2 separate regions of the Macaca mulatta genome follow, and region 2 is linked to region 1. A link is a contact called in public Hi-C data. All regions are on one chromosome and are shown on one strand. The core of a region is the stretch at or near the end of the contact, and the rest is flanking DNA. Distances in the headings are between cores, read along the strand shown. Region 1 holds the start of DYNLRB1 (dynein light chain roadblock-type 1). Region 2 holds the start of AHCY (adenosylhomocysteinase).

Evidence for each region. A called contact is a pair of places that touch in the nucleus more often than the background predicts.
Region 2: a Hi-C map of fetal cortex germinal zone shows a contact between it and region 1, with 4 times the contacts expected there. The contact joins the promoter of AHCY here to the promoter of DYNLRB1 in region 1. A contact is called at or near these places in 6 of 14 Hi-C or Micro-C datasets (CD4 T cells, blood, cortical neurons and 3 more).

Annotation. Positions count from the first base shown.
Region 1 is chr10:87,299,224-87,304,214 of T2T-MMU8v2.0, reverse strand. It overlaps DYNLRB1 (dynein light chain roadblock-type 1), which reads right to left and starts at 2,573. Exons shown (of 5, transcript XR_013399800.1): 1 at 2,511-2,573.
Region 2 is chr10:87,083,507-87,088,497 of T2T-MMU8v2.0, reverse strand. It overlaps AHCY (adenosylhomocysteinase), which reads left to right and starts at 2,359. Exons shown (of 10, transcript XM_028828338.2): 1 at 2,359-2,462.

The DNA of each region.
Region 1 (4,991 bases), core at 1,324-3,823:
ACTCCATGTCTATTAAAAATACAAAAATTAGACGGGTGTGGTGGTGCGCGCCTATAGTCCCAGCTACTCAAGAGGCTGAGGCAGAAGAATCGTGTGAAACCAGGAGGCGGAGGTTACAAGGAGCCGAGATCGCACCACTGCACTCCAGCCTGGGTGACAGAGTGAGACTCTGTCTTAAAAAAAAAAAAAAGAAAGAAAGAAAATGTATTAATACACAATGGAATACTATTCAGCCATAAAAAAAGAATGAAATCCTGTCATCTGCAGGATGACAGAACTAGAGGTCATTATGTTACCTGAAATAAGTCAGGCACAGAAAGAAAAATATTGCATCTTTTCACCCACATGTAGAAGTTAAAGATCTTGCTCCTGGAAGTAGAGAGAATGACGGTTACCAGAGTCTGGGAAGTGGGAGAGGGGTGGAAGAGAAATTGGTTAATGGGTACATATATACAATTAGATAGAAGCAACAAGTTCTAGTGTTTGACAGCACAATAGGGTGACTACAGTTAACATTCATTTATTGTATATTTGAAATTAGCTTGCTAGGCTCGTAGCCCCTGCCTATAATTCCAGCTACTTGGGAGGCTGAGGCAAGATGATTGCATGAGCCCAGGAGTACCAATCAGCCTGAGCAAGAGTAAGATCCTGTCTCAAAAAGAAAATTAAAAAAGAAAAAAAGAAAAGCCTAGAAGATTAGAAGATTTGTTCTTTTTTTTTTTTTTTTTGAGACGGAGTCTCGCTCTGTCGCCCAGGCTGGAGTGCAGTGGCCTGATCTCGGCTCACCGCAAGCTCCGCCTCTCGGGTTCACGCCATTCTCCCGCCTCAGCCTCCTGAGTAGCTCGGACTACAGGCGCCCGCCACCACACCCGGCTAATTTTTTGTATTTTTAGTAGAGACGGGGTTTCACCGTGTTAACCAGGATGGTCTCGATCTCCTGACCTCGTGATCCACCTGCCTCGGCCTCCCAAAGTGCTGGGATTTCAGGCATGAGCCAACTCGCCCTGCCATAAGATTTGTTCTTAACACAAAGAAATAATGAATGCTGACTGGGCATGGTAGCTCACGCCTGTAATCCCAGCACTTTGGGAGACCAAGGCAGGTGGATCACAAGGTCAGAAGATCGAGACCATCCTGGCTAACACGGTGAAACCCCGACTCTACTAAAAATACAAAAAATTAGCCGGGCGTGGTGGCGGGCGCCTGTAGTCCCAGCTACTCAGGAGGCTGAGGCGGGAGAATCACTTGAACCTGGGAGGCAGAGGTGGCAGTGAGCTAAGATGGTGCCACTGCACTCCAGCCTGGGTGACAGAGCGAGATTCCATCTCAAAAAAAAAAAAAAAAAAAAAAAAGGAAATAATGAATGTTTGAGGTGATGGATATTCTATAATACAGCCTGATTTGATCATTACACATCATATGCATGTATCAAAATATTACATGTATATCTACAACATAAATATGTACAACTATTATATATCAATTTTTTTACAGCTTAAGTGATGTGAAAAATGAAGTTATACATATTTTAAGCATTATTACATGTTTGTAATGACGTGGAGATATTCTTTGTGGTGTAATAATGAAAAACACAGAACCCACAATTGTACATTCAATAGGGGCTAAACTGTATAAACCAAGAACAAGCAAAGAGTCACATGACTACTGTAAGTGGTTGCCCCTAGATGATGACAGTTTCTTTTTTCGATTTTTTCTTATAAGCTCTAGATTTCTAAATAAGATTTTTGAAAAAGTAATACACTCACATGGCTTAAAATTTAAAACTTTTTTTCAAATTTTGCACAAGCTGTGAGGATTAAAAACACAAAACCTGTAATGGCGTAGAGAGCCCACAACTGCAGCCAGAAAGGTAAAAAGGCGGCTTTGGGATCCCCAAGAGCGGACCCCGCCCGTTCCTGACTCTGGCACCCACCCAGTCCCAGCGGCTAGAAAAATCACGCCGACAGAGTGGCGGCCGTCAAGCTTCTAGGGTTCAAATCCACCTCCACCATTTCCTGGGGCAAAGCACTTGGCTTCTCGGGGCTCTGGATAACAGATATGTGTAACAAAATGGGACTAAAGATCATATCTACCTCACAGAGCTAGGAGGAGGAGGGGGGAGGAAATACAAGACACATAAAGTGCTTGGCAGAGCCTGCCACAAACTGAGCTCCCGGGAAACGTTAGTAAGGTTGCCATCGCGCAACAAGACCCAGGACGCTAGGCTGCAGGGCCGCTGCCCACCCCTAGCCCATCATCTCTTCCTGGCCAAGGCCAGGCTCCTGCTTCCGGTAAAGGGGCAGCGGGATCCGGCGGCCCCGCCTCGGTCAGGCTCTAGAGGCCTCCGCCGCCGGGTTCCGCCCTCAAGTCGGCTGGGTCCCGGGCCCGGCCACGCCCAGCCCCCACCGATTCCCGTCCGGAGCTCTGAGATCTCCTCATCCTCAGAGGACTGAAGGCCTGGCGTGGGGTGGTGGGCAGCCGCCAGCCACAAGCCCCCGGCGCACGCTCACCATTTCCGACCGATCCGGTAGCCCCGCGTAGCGAACACCCAGCCCAGTCCCGTGCCTTTCTGCGCCTGCGCACAGGTTTCTGTCAAAACGGACAGCTCTAGCTGCCTATCAGGAGCCAGCGTGAAGCGGAGGCGGGCGAGACGATCCTGGCTCCGCCAGGACTCTTGGAAAATTTGCTTTCCACTGTGGGAAAGCAAAAAGCTAAGAAGCGGAACGCTAAGCTGCGGAAAATTCCCAACTCCAGCCGTGCAGAAAAGATGCTGGTTCTGGCTGGACGCGGTGACTCACGCCTGTAATCCCAGCACTTTGGGAGGACAGTCGGAAGGATTGCTTGAGTCCAAGAGTTCGAGACCAGCCTGGGCAACATGGAGAGCGACCCCTTATCTACTAAAAAATAAACAAAACTAGCCGGGCATGGTGGCGCGCCCCAATAGTCCCAGCTACTCCGAAGGCTGAGGTGGGAGGATCGCCTGACCAGGAGTTCGAGGCTGCAGTGAGCCGAGATTGCGCCACTGCACTCCAACCTGGGCAACAGAGCAAGAGACCCTGACTCAAAAAAAAAAAAAAAAAAAAAAAAATGCTGGTTCTCGGTATCGGAAGAGGCTTTTAGCTCTCAATGGAGGTCTAAGCTGACTCTGAAGTCCCTGGGTGGAGCGTGGTGGGAGAGTATGAAGGCAAGTGGGACCGTTGCTGAGACCCCCTTTGCGCCCTGACTGAGGCAGAGACAGGCCCAGGGCCAAAATGCGCTTTGGGCTCGGGCAGGTCAGGGGTGGGGCTGGAGTCAGGTACCTCTGGAGTCTCCGGGGAAGATGCCGTGCAAGCTCGGAGATGAATTGGTTAGGGCTGGCCTGGGAGTCTTTCGAATCCGAACTCAGCCCCGCCCCGCGTTACGTAGCAGAAGCCACTTCACAGCTTTGTTCTCTATTTTGTTCTCACCTCTGAAAGGGGGACTCTTCTTCCCAGAGCCCAATGTTGTCCCGGTTTCCGCTCTTTAACATTCTATTCCCGCAGGTCACAAACGTTTCTGGGTCCTCTAGTAAGAATAACTTCTGTTAAAACGTGCTGCAGCTTAGTGAACCCTGTGCCACATTACTGTGCTGAACACGCACATAGGTTATCTCCGTAGCTTCATGGAAGTATCGGTAACCCCGATACTTTATAAATGCTGTTTCTCCCAGGCACTGTAGCTTGCTGGATTCAACGATGATCTAACTCCAAAGTTTCATTCCACGGTAGCTGCTCTTCAGTGAGGAAGGATTTGGTTCTCCTTCCAGGGGTGTCTGCATGTTAAGAGGATTGACTTTACTGCGAAGAAACCTAGCCGACACCACCTTAATCAGATCAAAGTTAGTATTACTGGAAAGGGGACATATTGATGCCTTGTGCCCCGATAAAAATACGTTGAGGGCAAATTACCTCCAAGTCATTTTCCACAAAAACGCAAAGCCTTAAACCATGAGAAAACTTCACTAAACCCAGTGTGAGGGATGTTCTACAAGACACCTGTACTCCCCGCAAAATCTCAAAAAGTCATGAAAGCAAGGAATGAATGCGGAACTGTCACAGATTAGAAGAGTAAAGAGAAAGCAAAATAACATTGGTGGGAAAATTGGTGAAATATGAGTAAGGGCTGTAGTTTAGTGTTATTTTACCAGTGTTAATTTATTATTTCTGGTAATTCTACTAGCATGGTTATGTGGGATCATAATATTGGAGAAAGCTGGGGGAAGACTGTGCAGGAACTCTTACCATTTTTGCAACAGCTCTGTAAATGTAAACTTATTTCAAAATAAATTTTTAAAAGGACTGGATCCAAAGGAATTTCTATTGAATGCTGGAAACATTAGGAAAGCATTTAGCAAGGGGAAAAAGTGCTGCAGAGACTGGACCCTAAAACATTCTGGAAGACAAGCCCTGGAAGAATCACCACCTTCTTGCCCATGGAGAACCAGACTGAGAGGAATGAAAGGATTTTAAAAGATTACAATCCCAGAAGCAAAAAAGAGAATGGCCAATAGTTCATATGATGGGAGTCAAAATGAGAATGGAGGAGGAGCTGGAATAGGACCAAGAATGTCCCGGAGTGGCAGGCTTACAAGCTTTAAGAGCTTTGGCCGGGCGCGGTGGCTCACGTCTGTAATCCCAGCACTTTGGGAGGCTGAGGCGGGCGGATCACGAGGTCGGAGTTCGAGACCAGCCTGGCCAACATAGTGAAATCCCGTCTCTACTAAAAATACACAAAAAATTTGCTGGGCGTGGTGGTGTGTGCCTGTAATCCCAGCTACTCGGGAGGCTGAGGCAGGAGAATTGCGTGAACCCAGGAGGCGGAGGCTGCAGTGAGCTGAGATTGCGCCACTGCCATCTGCCTGGGTGACAGAATGAGACTCTGTCTCAAAAAAGAAAAAAAAAAAAGTTTTATACTGTGGTAATGGTGAAACCACTGTAAGATTTTAGGTAGAGGAGGCATGAGACAGGACTTCC
Region 2 (4,991 bases), core at 1,110-3,609, 220 kb after region 1:
CAGCCTCCTGAGTAGCTGAGTTTACGGACGTGTGCCACCATGTCTGGCTAATTTTTGTATTTTTAGTAGATACAGGGTTTCACTATGTTGGCCAGGCTGGTCTGGATCTCCTGACCTCAAGCGATCCACTCGCTCCGGCTTCCAAAGTGCTAGGATTACAGGTGTGAGCCACTGCGCCTGGCCCGTAAATTCATATTTCAAAGTGTCTTTTTGATCATTGTTTTCTCAAATTTTATTACATTCCTTACAACATGGCTGACAAAGACCAGCATTCATACCAGAAAGAGTGACCTGTTAGCTGTGTCCTTTTCTACTTGTTTGCTGTGCTGGTAATTTTCACAGTATCTGGAACTTGCCATTTCTTTGCAGGAATATTTTGAAGCCATTTGTCTGTTTCATAGGACAACCTAGTAACATGATCCTACGTTTAGTTAGACTGACACGACTCATTACACACTGCAATGCACTGCAGAATGCTGAAAGGGATGCGTGAGGACCCTGCTGCCCACCCCCCAGGCGTGGACCCTCATTCACTCAGGAAGTCTCTGCTTGACATCTGCCCTCATGACATTGGCTCTCAGACAGAGGTCAGATGTACAGATCAAGTGAGGCCAAAACATTTACTATGTCATACAAGAGCTTAATTCTTATTTTTATTTTATGTATTTTTTTCTAGATGGAGTCTCTCTCTGTCGCCCAGGCTGGAGTGCAGTGGCCGGATCTCTGCTCACTGCAAGCTCCGCCTCCCGGGTTCACGCCATTCTCCTGCCTCAGCCTTCTGAGTAGCTAGGACTATAGGCGCCCGCCCCCACGCCCGGCTAATTTTTTTCTATTTTTAGTAGAGACGGAGTTTCACCGTGTTAGCCAGCATGGTCTCGATCTCCTGACCTCGTGATCCGCCTGCCTCCGCCTCCCAAAGTGCTAGGATTACAGGCGTGAGCCATGCGCGCGACCAGAAGACCTTCTTTTCTCATTTTTAGGTTAAAAAATGAATAGAGGCCGGACGCAGTGGCTCACGCCTGTAATCCCAGCACTTTGGGAGGTGGAGGCTGGCGGGTCACCTGAGGTCAGGAGTTCGAGACCAGCCTGACCGACATGGTGAAACCCCGTCTCTACTAAAAATACAAAATTAGACAGGTGTGGTCTGTAATCCCAGCTACTCGGGAGGCTGAGGCAGGAGAATCGCTTGAATCTGGGAGGCGGAGGTTGGAGTGAACTGAGATCATGCCACTGCACTCTAGCCTGGGCAACAAGAGTAAAACTCTGTTTCAAAAAAGGAAAAACAAAATTAGCCGGGTGTGGTGGTGCGTGCCTGTAATCCCAGTTACTCGGGAGGCTGAGATAGGAGAATTACTTGAACCGGGGAGGCAGAGGTTGCAGCCAGACTAGATGGTGCCACTGCACTCCAGTGTAGGCAACAGAGCGAGACTCCATTAAAAAGAAAAATTCAGGGGAAAAGAGCAATTAAAAAAACCCATAACTATAAAAATAATACAAATTACAAAACAACTATTTGCATGAACATTTACATTTTATTAGTTATAAGTAATCTAGATATGATTAAACTGTGTGGGGGAATGTGCGTAGGTTATATGCCAATACTACCTCATTTTATACGAAGGATTTGAGCATAGAAGGATTTTGGAGTCCACAGGGGTCCTGAAACCAATTCCCCCTTCCCATGCCTAGGGATGACTGAATTATACAGCAGCAAAAATGAATATACTCAAGCTATATGCATGAGTCTCACAAATATAATGCTCACAGAAAAAAGTAAGTTGCAGAAGGGTAAATACGGTTGATACATAAAGGTTTTAAACACAGAAAGAACTGTTTAATGACATACGGATGCAGTAAAAGTATAAGAAATGTATGCAAACTTATTTAAATTCAGGGTGGTGGTTACATGGAGTAAGGCGAATGTTTGGGATGTCAGTAGGTACCTGACAAATGACAACTTTACTTTTTTTTTTTGTTTGTTTTGAGATAGGGTCTTGCTCTTTCGCCCAGACTGGAGTGCTGTAGTGGGATGATAGCTCACGCAGCCTCGATCTCCAGGCTCAAGCGATCCTCCCTCCCGCCTCAGCGTCCCAAGTAGCTGGGACTACAAGCGCCCGCCACCACGCCCGGCTAATTAAAAAAATTTTTTTGTAGAGATGAGGTCTCACTATGTTGCCCAGGCTGGTCTTGAACTCCTGGGCTCAAGCGATCCTCCCGCCTTGGCCTCCCAAAGTGCTGGCTGGGATCACAGGCGTGAGCAACCGCCCCTGGCCTGCAACTTTACTTATAATAATCTGTGTGGTAGGTGTCATTTGGCCCATTTTACCGGAAATTGAGGCTCAGGGAAGTGAACTGGCGTAATTTCAGTTCCGCTGGGTTTTAACACTGAATTAACTGGCTGAACCTGCGAGAGGACGGCCGGGCTGGCTCTCAGGCCTCTCCCAGCGCTCCCTTCCGGACCGGTGAGTGAGACTCCTGCCCCGCCCTGCGCGTTGGGCCCCGCCCCAGCGGCTCATGAATATGCAAGTTGAGGAAGATATTTAAAGGCGCCGGCGCCACGCGTATATCCCTACCAGGCGCCGCCCGCCCAGTGCGTGTCCGTAGACTGAGGCCCAGCCCCCTTCGCCTGTTTCTATCACGAGCGCCTCCAGCATGTCTGACAAACTGCCCTACAAAGTCGGTGAGTTCCAGGACCTGCAGCCGGTTGCTGCCGCTCGGCACCCGCCCGGGGCTTGTTCGTGACGGGGGCTGCAGGGCCGACCCGGGGCGCTCTGGACCCCTGGAATCGCAGGTTCGGCGCGTTTCTGGCCGCGCGCAGCCACCTGGAAGTTGGAGTTCTCGCGCGGCCGTGAGAGGGCCGTTACGGGTGGCCGCGGACTACAAGTCCCAGCATGCCCCACGACGCCGGGGCTGCCGCGCGGGCTGAGAGCCGCAAACGGGCGGCGTGCTCCGTGGGAGAGCACACCTGGCCGCGGCCTGGGACGGCTGGCACCTGCCGGACCCTGCTCAGGGGGCCTACGCCCGGCCTCCTGGGCCTGGACCGGACCCTGTCCAGCTGGGCGGCCCCGACGAGGTTCCACCCCTCTCTGGGCCTCCTACAGGGACGACGAGGGCACTGGTGCCCCGGAAGGTGTATGAAAAGAGGCCTGGAAAGCGAGCCCCAGGCCGGCTCCGGTCCTTTCCCCTGGGACTTTGGGCCAGTTACCCAAACTGTGGGGTCCCCCACCCCGCCAGCAGGGGCAGGCTTGCAGAAGTCTTGAAGAAAATTTGGAGTGGTTAGAAAAATCCTGCTGTCCCACCGATTGAAGTGTGATACAGGGATAGTTAAACATTTACTTAGCGTTTCCTGTGGGATCGGCCCTGCCTTCTAGGTTTATTTTAGTCTTATGGCTCTGTAGGGAAGCTGTTCTTGTTTTATGATGAGAATCCTGAGGCAGAGGTAACTTGCTCTGTCTTACAGCTGGTGGTGATGGAGCAAGATTGGAACGCAGGCCATCTAGACCTCTGAGCGTACCCTTTCACCACTGTGTGCAAGCGAATACACGCGGAACAATCCTAATGAATTTTCAGCAAAAACCAGTTCAGTCTGGCTAGTAGCTTTTAAGTAACTTGGACACTATTAGACCGGGTGTGGTGGCTCACCCCTGTAATCCCAGCACTTTGGGAGGCCCAGGTGGTAGAATCACTTGAGGTCAAGCGTTTGAGACCAGCCTCGCCAACGTGGTGAAACGCTATCTCTACTAAAAACGCAAAAATTAGCCGGGCGTGGTGGCGGGCGCCTTCAATCCCAGCTACTTGGTAGGCTGAGGCAGGAGAATTGTTTGAACTGGGAAACGGAGGTTACAGTGAGCCGAGATTGCACCACCACACTCCAGCCTGGGCAACAGAGCAAGACCCTGTCTCAAAAAAAAAAAAAAAAAAAAGACACTATCAAGTCTGGAGAATGGCATCCACGTTTATGGGACACTTGCTGTATATCTGGTGATTTACATGTGTTTACAGAATAATCTTCATAGAGGTGGACATTATCCCCTGATAGAGCATGAAACTGAGGCCCTTGGGAAGTGACTTGCAAAGATTCAGTTAAAGTAGTTCATCAACTTGCTACCAGAGTAGACTGTCTCCATTGTGTGAATGCTGAAACTGAACCCAGAAAAGTTATGTCAAGGTCACATCAATAGTAGAACTGGAATGGGGGCTTGTCATACTGTGGAGAGATTAGTGGGTCAGGATTGGGGCCATTGGGTTACGTGAGTGGAGATAAAGCTGGTTTTGGGAGAGGGGGAGCTTAGATGGGTGGGAATGGAGGAAGGAGGCCCTGCTGTATGCCAGATCTTGATCATATGGCATTTTCTTTACTTGGGGTGTATAGCAAGCTAGGGATGATTATCCTCACTTTACAGATGAAGAAACTGATGTTTAGAGGGGCTCTTGCTGTTCCTCTTGGGTTGTCCTGGGGACAGGTGTTCCTGTGACTTCTGCAAGTCCTTAGCTCCAGAGATTGGAGCATTTACCCTCTCCTGTGCCCTTGGAGTTGAGGGTCCCACAGAAAACCGTGGGGCTGGCACAGTGTCCTCGAGGGCACCGAAGGAGTTACTTTTAGGTGGAGGGACATGTAGTGGTGGAGGGGTGGAGCTTAGCAGCACAGGGCATAACCCATTGTCCCATACAGCCGGGCCCCTCCCAGGAGGGGCCTTGAGAGGGGCCTCTGCTGCAGCCCTGCCTGACTGCCAGTTCTGGTTCTGCTGTTAATTGGCTATGGAACCTGCAGCAAACTCCTCTCTGGGTTCTTTCCTCCTTAGTAAATGCTGGGACTCAGGCTAGGTTCAGATTTGTGTTGTTTTTCTTTGCCACCCTTGTCATGTGCCAGCCCCTCTCATGGATCTTCTTTCATTCAGTTCTGATGACAGATATGGTCAGTAAACAGTTGCTGACCCCTTCTCTGAGCCAGGTCATGCTGAAGACACAAAGGTGACCCAAGGACAGGAGTG